Regions from separate parts of the Columba livia genome. Here all the other regions are linked to region 3. Evidence: chromatin contacts called from public Hi-C data. All regions are on one chromosome and are shown on one strand. The core of a region is the stretch at or near the end of the contact, and the rest is flanking DNA. Distances in the headings are between cores, read along the strand shown.

What was found. A called contact is a pair of places that touch in the nucleus more often than the background predicts.
Region 1: a Hi-C map of liver shows a contact between it and region 3, with 2.5 times the contacts expected there. The contact joins the enhancer-like site here to the promoter of TRIB1 in region 3. A contact is called at or near these places in 2 of 2 Hi-C or Micro-C datasets (crop and liver).
Region 2: a contact with region 3 is called in a Hi-C map of liver, with 2.4 times the contacts expected there. The contact joins the enhancer-like site here to the promoter of TRIB1 in region 3. A contact is called at or near these places in 2 of 2 Hi-C or Micro-C datasets (crop and liver).

The regions. Positions count from the first base shown.
Region 1 is chr2:150,687,141-150,690,666 of bColLiv1.pat.W.v2, forward strand. All of the region lies in intron 3 of NSMCE2 (NSE2 (MMS21) homolog, SMC5-SMC6 complex SUMO ligase), which reads left to right. Among named protein-coding and RNA genes, the nearest start is that of WASHC5, 28 kb to the left of the region's middle. Within about 2 kb of position 1,976, at least 1 of the 3 cell types and tissues checked has an H3K27ac peak away from gene starts, as active enhancers do.
Region 2 is chr2:150,867,557-150,871,337 of bColLiv1.pat.W.v2, forward strand. No RefSeq gene overlaps it. Among named protein-coding and RNA genes, the nearest start is that of TRIB1, 65 kb to the left of the region's middle. Within about 2 kb of position 1,820, at least 1 of the 3 cell types and tissues checked has an H3K27ac peak away from gene starts, as active enhancers do.
Region 3 is chr2:150,802,834-150,806,408 of bColLiv1.pat.W.v2, forward strand. TRIB1 (tribbles pseudokinase 1) reads left to right here and starts at 1,275. Exons shown (of 3, transcript XM_013368575.3): 1 at 1,275-1,716; 2 at 2,102-2,394. The coding sequence starts at 1,414.

The sequences.
Region 1 (3,526 bases), core at 726-3,225, 110 kb before region 3:
TTTTGCTAACTCAAGGATGCTTACAGGGAACTAAAGTAAGTATGAACTCAGACGTTAGAAGGAAATGCACGCTTCGGATAAATGAGTGGCATTTTAGATGCGTGTTAATATGGGAAGTATTAAACCAGTGCTGACTTAAATCTATCGTATTATTGCAACTTCTGTTTTAACACTGAGATTCATGATATGTAACTCAGCCCTGATTGATTACAGTTTGAATCAGCAGTAAGGCACCTGAGCATGATCAGTTTGGTCTCTTATTAGAAATGAGAAATTGAACTCTTGCTAGTCTCTTTATGTAATTTTCTTCTTTAATATTTAGGGAGACTTTTCAGAATAATATTCCTGTTTCCATTATAAAAAGAGATCATAAAGTCATGCGAGCTGGAATTCATAATCATGAAGTGTGTGTGTGTTCAGCCAGCTTATTTTAACATGATGCACATGGGCCTTTGAACGTGAAAATTATGGCCTTGAACTGGGCTTTCTGTGAGTAAAAGATGTAATATTGCAAAATGTATAATCTCTGGGTGGTGAGGGTAAGGACTTGTGGAGAAATGCTTACTAAACTCAATATATTTAGCTTAGATAACAAGGAGACATAACTACAGTATGCAGCTTCGATGGTATTTTGTGGCAGTAGCTAAAAGCATATGCAGAGCGTCTGGAATGCATTCCTTAGATATGAATGAAAAACATGATCAGGATAAATTTTGATTAGATAACAGAAGGGCACTGATCCAGCACTTGCGAAGCGTTTGATTTTGGTGTTGAGCTAGGCTGTCGGCCTGCAGAGTGAAAGATTTGAGTACTTTGGGGAGTCAGCTGGCTTTGTAGCTGGAGTCTGGCTGGAGGCTGTTCGGCAGATAACGTGGTCACCGTCTGCTGGAAGGGAGACAGTGCCTTGATTCCCTTCACCACGAATCTCTGCGGCCTTCCGCACACTGAAATAAAAGTAGCAGTGGGGCTTAAAGAGTGGATAATGGACAAAGCCTTTTGAACCTTTCAAAAGCATGATATAAGTATTAAATTTTGATCCTTCTTGATATTTTAGCATTGTTATACTGATGGGTTGGTGGGATTTGGGAGAGTTGTAGGATGGTGGTGAGGAAGTCTTCTCTAATTTCTTGTTCCCTAGTAAGATCAGGTCAACCGGTGTGTTCTGATTAGTCTATGGAGTCTGTTGTAAGGAAAGATTTAAGGTGCTGGGATCTCTGCCTTGATGAGCTGTAAAACTTGACATTCCCATACAGTCACCCACAGGTTCTCATCACCTGTACCCAAGCTCTGCTCCTCACCAGAGAGAGGCAGAAGTGCTCTTAGCTCGTCAGGGGAAGGAGTGTGGTGGGAGCAGAGGAGCCATGCACAGTGGGTTCTGGCAGTGTGTAATGTGCGACAACGAGAGGTTTTTAAGGCAAACAGGGTAGCCTGTAATGTAAGTTTTATTTTAAATCTTGTTTAGGAGATAGGGAGATGAGTGGCTGGGAACAACATGGGAAATTTCTTCTTAGCTCTCAACACCTTGGACTACAGGTGGAACTGCAGTTATAAAATGGACTCTGTTACCTGTCAAAGAGCAGAAAGAGGGGATGGACAATAACTGACCTATATACAGTCCTTCAGATCTATCTTTATGTCTATAATGCCTTCAAGGGCAGGCTGTGATCATGTGTTAAGTGACGCATTCAACAATTTCCTATTATACGTATCATAATTTATGTGCATGAAAGAACAGCAACAGGAAAAGAGCAGTGAACATCACCAAGACCTACAACAGGCCTGTGGATGGATGGAACACTCAGGACATGAACAAAGTAGGGCAGGATGTAGTTACAGATAATGTCCCTCTTGTCTGAGCTGCGTTCCACCTCTTTGAGCTTTATTTTAATGCGTCTCTCAAGTGGCAACATTACTATTCTTTATCTAAAGCTTTCTTTAACTTTTAGGAAAGACAGTGTTAATACAGCTCTCTTGGTGTTTGACAATGCACTTCTCTTCCCCTAAGGAAAAAAAAGAAAAGATTTAGACCACTGTAGTTTCTTTATGTCGTGGATATGATTCATTCTGGCCATGGGAGGAGAATGACAGTTACTTGCTACACAAACTTTTCCTGTGATTCATGGAGTGCCATGTGTGTCAGCCTTGAAGGAGGCACTTCGTATGCTTCCTAGCAGGAAGGAAGGAGAGCATGATCATAGTTACCAGCTAGGATATGGAAACAGGGTGGGAGGGAAGGGAAAGAGGAGAGGGAAATGCTGATTATTCAGAAGAAAGTTGGAATGCCAAGATTCTGTCTGCAATACTTATTCATCTACTTAATGAAAAATGGATACATACCAAACCTATATGTAATTAAGGGAAACATCATGACTGTAATTGCCATGTTCACAAAATAGTATGGCTTATTATGTAACTTTTTTTGTGTAAGTATATCTTAGCGCTTTTCCTTCTGCTTCCTGGATCCATCACTGTTTCATATGGTATGAAGCTTCTATCCCTGAGTGTTGTGTTTCAGCAACACTTTCAGGTTTTGCTCTCAAGCTAAGATGGCTTTATGCAATGCTTTATGTTAGTTTTCTGCAGAGACAGATTTTTGTGCTGTAAAATACTAATATAGTTAGCAACTTAGGAAGTGCACTTACTTGCCAGCTCAGAAGACATTTTCTTTTCTTCACAAAAAAAGTAATTTAAAAAGCTATGCCACAATTTTCTTCCTAAAAATAACAGCACAGATTGGCTACTTAAACTGCTTATAAAGAAGAATACTCCATTAAATGCAACCCCTAATGCTGCACGGCAGGCTTTGGGGCTCTTTCATGGCTTCCAGCTGCTTCCAGGTGTTTTCTTTACACCTGGAAACTGCAGGGTGGGAATAAACGGGAGCAGAAGCAGTGGAAACTCACATTTCTGAATTTCTTGTGTTTCTAAATGAGTTACGGAGTCAGGGCTGGCTGTCCTCCCACAGCTGGCAGTATTTGGTGTGTTACATGCACCTGTGTCAGGAGATACAGCAGGGCTGCTCAGCCCTATTGCATCTACAAGAGTCCTGCAGCTGAGCAGATGCACAGCAACGTTACAATTAATTGATTTTCATTGGCAATTAAAATGTTACTTTTTAATTTGCCAGTGCTATTCAGGCTTCCATTATTTCCTGTGTTATAAAGTGCTGGCTCTGTTCTGATTTTGCAGTAGCTATGCTTATTGGGGATAAGGGGTCTAATTATAACTCTGAACTATACTGTACTGAGAGGGCATTTAAGTTTCTTCTGACTATTTCTGAGGCAATGTGATGAGTCACGAAATATAACTTTTGCAGAAAATATCTTGATTGCCTAATGACTAGGTGTTGGTAGATGAAATTACACACACTCTCTCTTGTTCACATGAAACCAGGGAAGTGTTTTTCTGAGTAAGCTGTTTGTTCAAGTTACCCAAGAAATGTCAAGGTTTACAGTTGCAAAATAGGAAAAATGTATATGTTTGTGGAGCTCGAAAACCTTTGCTTTGCCTTGCCAGATGCTTTAGA
Region 2 (3,781 bases), core at 570-3,069, 65 kb after region 3:
GCTGTGCATACAGCCTCGCAAGCACCTTTGTCTTCTTGTAGGTGGAGCTGGGCTGGTCTGCCCCAGTGCTGGCAGGCACGGGCAGCCCGACACAGCCACCTCCTGCCACGGGACACAGAAGGGCAGTGCTGGGCTCCCACGGCCACTTGTCACACCTGCACTGGACAGTTTGGCTCAGATCCCCTGTGTGACGGCTGCAAAAGCATTTATGAGCTCCAGTCAAGACCAGTGAAGCACATCATTCTCACAGTGTTGCCTCTGTTGCAAAAATGATGTGCTCTTGGCAATGCTGTCAGGAAACTCTGTTCCTGAGGCTAAATGCATGCAAAGCAAAGCTTCCCTTCTGACAAACAGAATAAAAATATCCTGATCTTGGCTGCAGTAGCAAAAATGCTCCTGGCCTATTAAAATTATGTCATTGAAAGAAGTGTCTCTATGTCTGCTGGTGTACCTGTAAATCAGTTCAAGTGAATGGTCCTTTGAAACTCATTTCAGCTGATATATATGCTCTTGAGGATGAATGAACTTTTGAGCTGCTAATGCTGCCATCTCTCATAAGTCAAATCTCATTCCAGATACTGGAATCCCATGATGATAGTAAAAACTGGGAGTTTACAAGATACATCAGCATCATTTTGTTGAGGGCTTTCACCTTGGAAATCAAGCAGTGTCCTTGGGTTGAGTGTCTGTGAAACAAGTGCAGTGGCAATAGAGGAAGAGAGCGATTTTTTTTCTCTCTTTCAGTGCTGGTAGAAGAAGTTGGCTTTAGAGATCCTCTGTTAACAAAAGAAGAGTTATAAAGAGGGCAGTCATGATTCTCTCTGGCTTATGATTATATATCTATGTTTCTTTGCATGTGGCCACCAGAGAAGCTTTAATTTGGGCATGCTCAGAGTCCTGCCTGACTTCCTTCCCCATAGTAGGGAAAGCAGCATATCTGGAGGGGAAACCTGAAGCTTCCCTGGACTGATAGCCTGGACAGAAACAGGGTATTCTGGGTAGGAGGTTCCAAAAGCTTGTGTGTCCCTGCTCATTACTGTTCCTTATGTCTGATGACAAAATGAGCCAACGAAACTGAAGGAGACAGATCTGCAATTGGTGCAAGAGAAGGATGCTTTTGTAACATAGTGTCTGACTCATGGGACTTCCTGCTCTTGAAACAAAGGTTTCTTCAGGGCTCTGAAAGCTTATGAATTTACCTACACTATTTGAATAGAAAAGTAACCCATCGTTCACAGGATGGGTAATGTGTCAGATATTAGGTAGATTGGGTTAGCGGGAAAACCAGCATGTATTGTCAACCACTTAATACATACTTGTATTTGCATGGGACTGTCCTTCTAGTGCCAGCCCATTGCTAAACAGCCCAGTGACAATTCGGGTTTGACTCTTGCATGGTGAGATGTTTTGAAGGGTGATTCTAATGCATCCTCATTAACTGTACACTATGTAGAGATGCACTGTGGTTCTGTTGCATAGGGGTTTGAGATGGGATGCCCAAAGTTGATGCAGGATGAACAGTCCCCAGAGGGATTTACCCTCTGCCCTCCAGATGGCCCTTTTTGTTCACTGCCACTTTGATATTTTCATCCACAGTTGACTATTTTAATTTGCTGCAAATATCGGGATTTGTCATTAGGGTTGGCTGAGGAGAAATGGTTCTGCTGGAAAAGGAGCATCTTGACACCTGTGGTACTCTCACAGCACTGTCTTTGAGGCACTGAAGTTGCTAGTAGAAGCTAACAATAGGCAGTATGGTTATTCTTTGACCCAGGCCACGAACTGAAAGAGGAGTTTGTGTTTTATACTGGAGGCAAGGAAGTGCCCTGGCACATCCAAGTATCACTGTATAACCTTGAAAGTGGAGAGATCCTAAAACTGCAATCCTGGGAGGAAATTAGATCCAGAACTCTCCATCTGGACTGAATTCCTAGCAGTAAAGTATTCAGCTGATTACATAAATACAAGTTTTGACCTTACATTTCTATTTCCCCTGGACTTCCCCTGGATGGACTCAATGATCCTTTTGGGTCCCTTCTAACTCAGGACATTCTATGATTCTATGGACGCAGGATCAGGCACAGACTCTGTTGTGTCCGTGCGAGGCACACTGCTGTGACAGGGAAATGGCTTGTGCGGTTTAGCTTTTCCATTCGGAGAAGATTACTAAATGATTGAGAACTTAGTCAGAGTTTATAAAATTCACTTTTGTTAAAAAATTTAGCAGTGCCACCTACAGGAAAGTGCCGGGAAACTCAGTGGCTGTCCGGATAGCCACAGGACGAACTGTCCTTCTCTCCCTCCTCTGAAAAAGGAGATTTTACTGTCAGTGAGCTGCTCCCCTGATCAGCACGTTTCTCATCGACATCAAAGGGAGATCTGCATGCACAGATAATGAAGAATACCTGAGAACAGGACTTTGTCCAGAAACCACTGTCTTTGATAGCTGTTGCCTTTTTTTTTTAATTGTTTTTATTTTTTTTTATTTCCAAAAGCTTTCCCAAACACTATGCGTTGCATGTATAAGCTCTGGTCCAACTCCCAGTAGAAATGATGGCAGCTTTCCATGGGGTGCGATCCAGTTCTTAATGCCTTTCATGTATGCCAATGAAAACTCTTTACATTGCATACTAGCACTCTTTAAAGGCTCTCGAGTAGATAGACAGATTAGATTATTTAGCACTATACAATGCAACATAAGTGGTGCTGGTGAGTCATTAAATGGCATTCTTCCCTCTGACTCAGTGCAGAGTCAATGCCCGAGCATGTTGCTATGGGGCTCTGTGTTGTTGGAGGTGCTCTTTTTCAGAGAAGAAGTTAAAAACTAAGGTTTTGACCCACTATTCTTGCTACAGAACCCATTTGCCTGTGAGCCACTTGGTTGAACTTTGCAGAACTTCTCGCCCTAGAACAAGTTATCCTTAGCTTCCAATAGAAAACTATTGTTCTCGTTGCCAGGAGGGAGCAGGGTTTTGAGCTATCTGGAACAAAATGTTTTAAAAACAAGAATGGGTTATTGCGAATACACTGTGGGGTTTAAGTCCTTAATATTGAAGGAAAACCTACACGGTCACTTACTGCACATTAATTTAGCATTCTGGTTTTTGTTTACCACTTCAATGACTGTTTTCAATTACTGTTCCCTGCATGAAACCACTTTACTCAGGCCTGCTGCATATGTAGGAGAACTGACTTAGAAGATGACTACCCTGTTTTGCAGTAATTTTCAAGGTTTCAGACTGCTTTTTGTTCCCTATCTTTAAGGCACTGAGTGCCTGGAGTGTGAGAGTCTCTTGTTTAAGCCCCATCCATCTTCCTGGCCAGAAGATTTCATTGCAGTTCTTTCTCAGTTGTGCAAGGAAAGGAGTTTCACCTGGCTCTTTCATCTCCTGGCCACTGTCCTAACCACTAGGATGTAAATTACATGACTCTCTTGTAAAAAAACACCAACAAGACTTTCTCAAAACCTGATGTCTTGACAAGAACACTTCAGTTTTGAAATCTCACTTTGTGGAAAATGTTCTGACCAGCTCTGATACGCAGCCAAGTTTGCTCAACAAATTACATCAGCAGCCCTGAGATGTCCGAATGCTCCTTCTGAGGAGAAGAGCTGCCCAGGCAAAATTTCAGCGCACCTCAGGGCAGCTCTGTTTTCTTGGTAATGCCCCAAATTCCCTTCTCAAGATGAAAAGTGGTTCCCTACATCTCTTCTTGAAAATAAATCCACTGTGGGATAGGGAGTGCTGAGTATTCATCATTGAGGAATTGGGCATGTTTAAGA
Region 3 (3,575 bases), core at 25-2,524:
CACGTGTGGCATCACGGGCTCCGGAGCTGGGGGCCCTGTCCGGTCCCTCTGCGCTACTTGCACAGACCAGGGGCGGGGAAGCCAAAACGGGATAGGAACTGATCCTACAGAATAACAAAACGCAGGCTCCCTGTGCTATAAGTGAAGCCTCAGCACTGAATTACCGAAAATTTGCATATATGTAAACAGAAAAGCTGGAGATTTTCCTTCTGAAGAACTCTGGTCAAAACTACAGCAGTCTGCATTTTTTTTCCAGGGATGATTTGTTGTCTGCTTTTCTCTCATTTTTCTTCTGTTTACTCACAGTCCTGGCTGCAAATCTGTTTACTATTCTTTTAAACCCACACTTGTGAGTCCGATGGTGGCTGTTGGGCTGGATTCTCTGCTCCTCGCAGGTCACTGCGCTGCTGCTCGCTCTCCACGCTGTTCCTTTTTCAGAGAGCAGGTACTTTTAACATGGGAAACACCCAACGCAAAGGTTTTCTGCTGGTGCACGTTAAGTCCACGCTCATGAATGAACAGCGGTAAACGCACAACAGCTTCGTGACGCAAACCTTGGGATAAACACTCATTATTTAGTGATTAGTGACAAGAATTAGAGCTGGGGAGAAGTGTGGCAAATGCATAAAGCAGAAGCTTCTGGGAATCGAGCTGGACTTGCTTTCTCTTTGCAATTAGCCTGGCTCAACTTTTAGTTTTTTACTCATCACAGAGGCGATGCTGTCTGGAAAGCACTACGGCGGCATTCGAAATTTCTGGCACCGTTTCGCAGCAGCACACGCTGGTCATTGATAAACCTGCTGCTGCCATTTCCAGGGCTGCCCTTGCAGAAGAGACGCTCATCCTTCGGTGCCGGTGACTTTCTTGTGTATTAGATTTGCCAGAAAACGCTCCCTGCCCGTCTCTTCGTGCTTACAAGCGGGCGGTGGAGCCTTGAAGGTTCTGCCAGCGCGCTGGGCGTGCAGAGGGCGAACCCCTAAATCAAGGGGTGACCCCCCCAGCGCTGCTATCCCCAAGCGTGTGAGTCGGACATGGGATGTCCTTGCTGGAGAACCACAGCGGGGGGGGGTCCCGCCGCGCCCCCGGTCCCAGCGGGTCACAAAGCCCGGCGAGGGGCTGGGGACCGGTCTGCGCGACCCGCTGGCACCCGGGACGCGGAGAGCAGCGGGCGGAGCGGCGCAGGAGTGTCCGATCCTCCCTCCTCCCATTTCCCCGTGCGTCAGACCCGGGAGGAGGAGCCTCACATTCATTTTTTTTGCCTTTTTTTTTTTTTTTTTTTTTTTAAAAGCCTCCAACTACTTTAGCGCGGAGTCGGCAGCAGATGGTGGACACGGCCCGAGGTGAGGGAGCGAAGGGATGCGCCAAGCGCGCACCGCCCGCCTCTGAGCTCCGCGCCCGCTCCCGCTCCCCTCCATGAGCCGCCCCGCGTCCCTCCTGCCGGCCGCCCGCTGCCGCAGCGCCCCGGCCAAGCGGCTCCAGCCTCTCCACGACGGCCCCGCCGAAGAAGCACCGGCCGCCAAGTGCCCTCGCCTCGCCGATTGCGGACCCCCGGATTGCCTGAGCGCCCCCGGATCGCCTTGTCCCCCCGTGTCTCCCGCCGGCGGGGGAGCGGCGGGTCCCAGCCTGATCGCCTCGTACCTGCTGCTGCCGCTGGCCGAGCGGGAGCAGGTGTCCCGGGCGCTGAGCGTCAGCTCCGGGCGGGAGCTGCGCTGCAAGGTGAGCAACGAGCCCCGCGGATGGGCTGGGGTGGGGGGATCCTCCCGGGGGGAGAACCTGGCAACACATCCGCCTGCTGCTCCCCGGTTAGAAACGCCCGCCTGCTGCCCGTGGGGATTTACATGGGCTGGAAGTAAGCTGTGACTCCGGGTTACCTCGGAGTATCTTCCCCAAAAGGCTTTGAGATGGTGGTTTGTTTTATTTCCCCCCACTTCTTTCAATATAAAAATGAACAGGAAGGGTCTCGGTAACCGCTTTGAACGGCGTTCCTGCCGAGCCCTGGCTCCCCTCCAGCTCCCTCGTCATTGTTTGGGGAGAGTTGCTACGCGAGCCGCTGCTTTCAACGCCCTTGAGAATGAATTTTGGCTTAATTTCCTCTTTACAGGTGTTCCCCCTCAAACACTACCAGGACAAGATCCGGCCTTACATTCAGCTGCCGTCACACAGAAACATCACTGGGGTGGTTGAAGTCATCCTCGGGGACACCAAGGCCTATGTGTTCTTTGAAAAGGACTTTGGGGACATGCACTCCTACGTGAGGAGCTGCAAGAGGCTGAGGGAAGAGGAGGCTGCTGGGCTGTTCAAGCAGATCGTCTCTGCTGTAGCTCACTGCCACCAGTCGGCCATCGTACTTGGTGACCTCAAGCTCAGGAAATTTGTCTTCTCTAATGAAGAAAGGTAAGTGGCTGTCACCAGCCAGCCCTGGGGTGAGTGGGGAGGGAGGAATGCCACAGCCAGAGATGCAAAAAGTGTCCCAGGGAGTGGAAACGCCTGTGTCAGCCAGGCATCACCTGCGAGTGATCTGAGTAGGTCCCCATCACGTGTGCGTAGTAGGTCATGGATCTAACCGGTATGAACTGACTCTTAGCTTGATCTCAACTGACGAAAGGGAGGAAGCTCTCCGGGAGCTTCCTCTCATTCAGCAGAAGTTCAGTGCAACCCTCTGGTAGACAAAGGGACGATAGTTTGGATGCTCATTAGCACCAGAAGATGTCATGTGTGCCACTCATTCAGTGTAAAATGGATAAAGGGCAGGGAGAGGAGGGGGGCCGAGGCGCTGGCCCAGGGAGTGGGAACGGCTGGTCGGAGGGAGCAGGAGGTGTGAGGAGCTGGAGCTCTGGTCCCTCCTCGTCCCCAGGAGAGCTGCCCCATGGCAGAGCCGTGGCTGGGAGAGGGGTGCCCGGAGGGGTCTCCTCGCTGAAATTCCCTGCTGGTCAGGGTTACGCTGCTGAAGAAGGATTGTCTGTGTCCTTCAAGGCTCTGATCCCCCCTCCACTACCGGCGGTGGTGGTGCTTTCTGTGCCCCCTGTGCCCGTGGATGTGGGCACACACAGGAGGGAAGGTGGGACATGGTTAAATATTGCTTTGGGAATCCTGCACCGAGGAAAAGCACTTTGGTAAAACTTAGCCTAAAGCCTAGGTTTATAGAAATGACGTCCAGAGTCTAGTTGTTAGATTACAGAAATAATTCAGTATTTCCCTGGAGTTTTAGCTGCTCTAGTAGTGCTTCACCGCATGTGGCAGAGCCAGAAATACATTTTTGATCCGCAGAACTGACTGACTAGCTGCTTATCCCGTGGAAAGCTAAAAAAATAAGTGAAAGCTGTAATGGAATTGTGCTTAATCTGATGAAACTGGATGTGATATTACTGAGGCAGAACAAAATGCCTTTTTTCTTCCTTTTTTTTTAACTGGGCTAACCCTTCTTTGGGATATCATTTGCAAACGTGATAAGAAAATTAACCATCACTGCCCCTCTTAAACAGAAACAGCCATATGTTGACATCCAAAGAAAGTAATTCCTTTGAAGGAAACTATTGCAGCTTTTCCCGCCCATTAGAAGATGAAACATTTGTTGA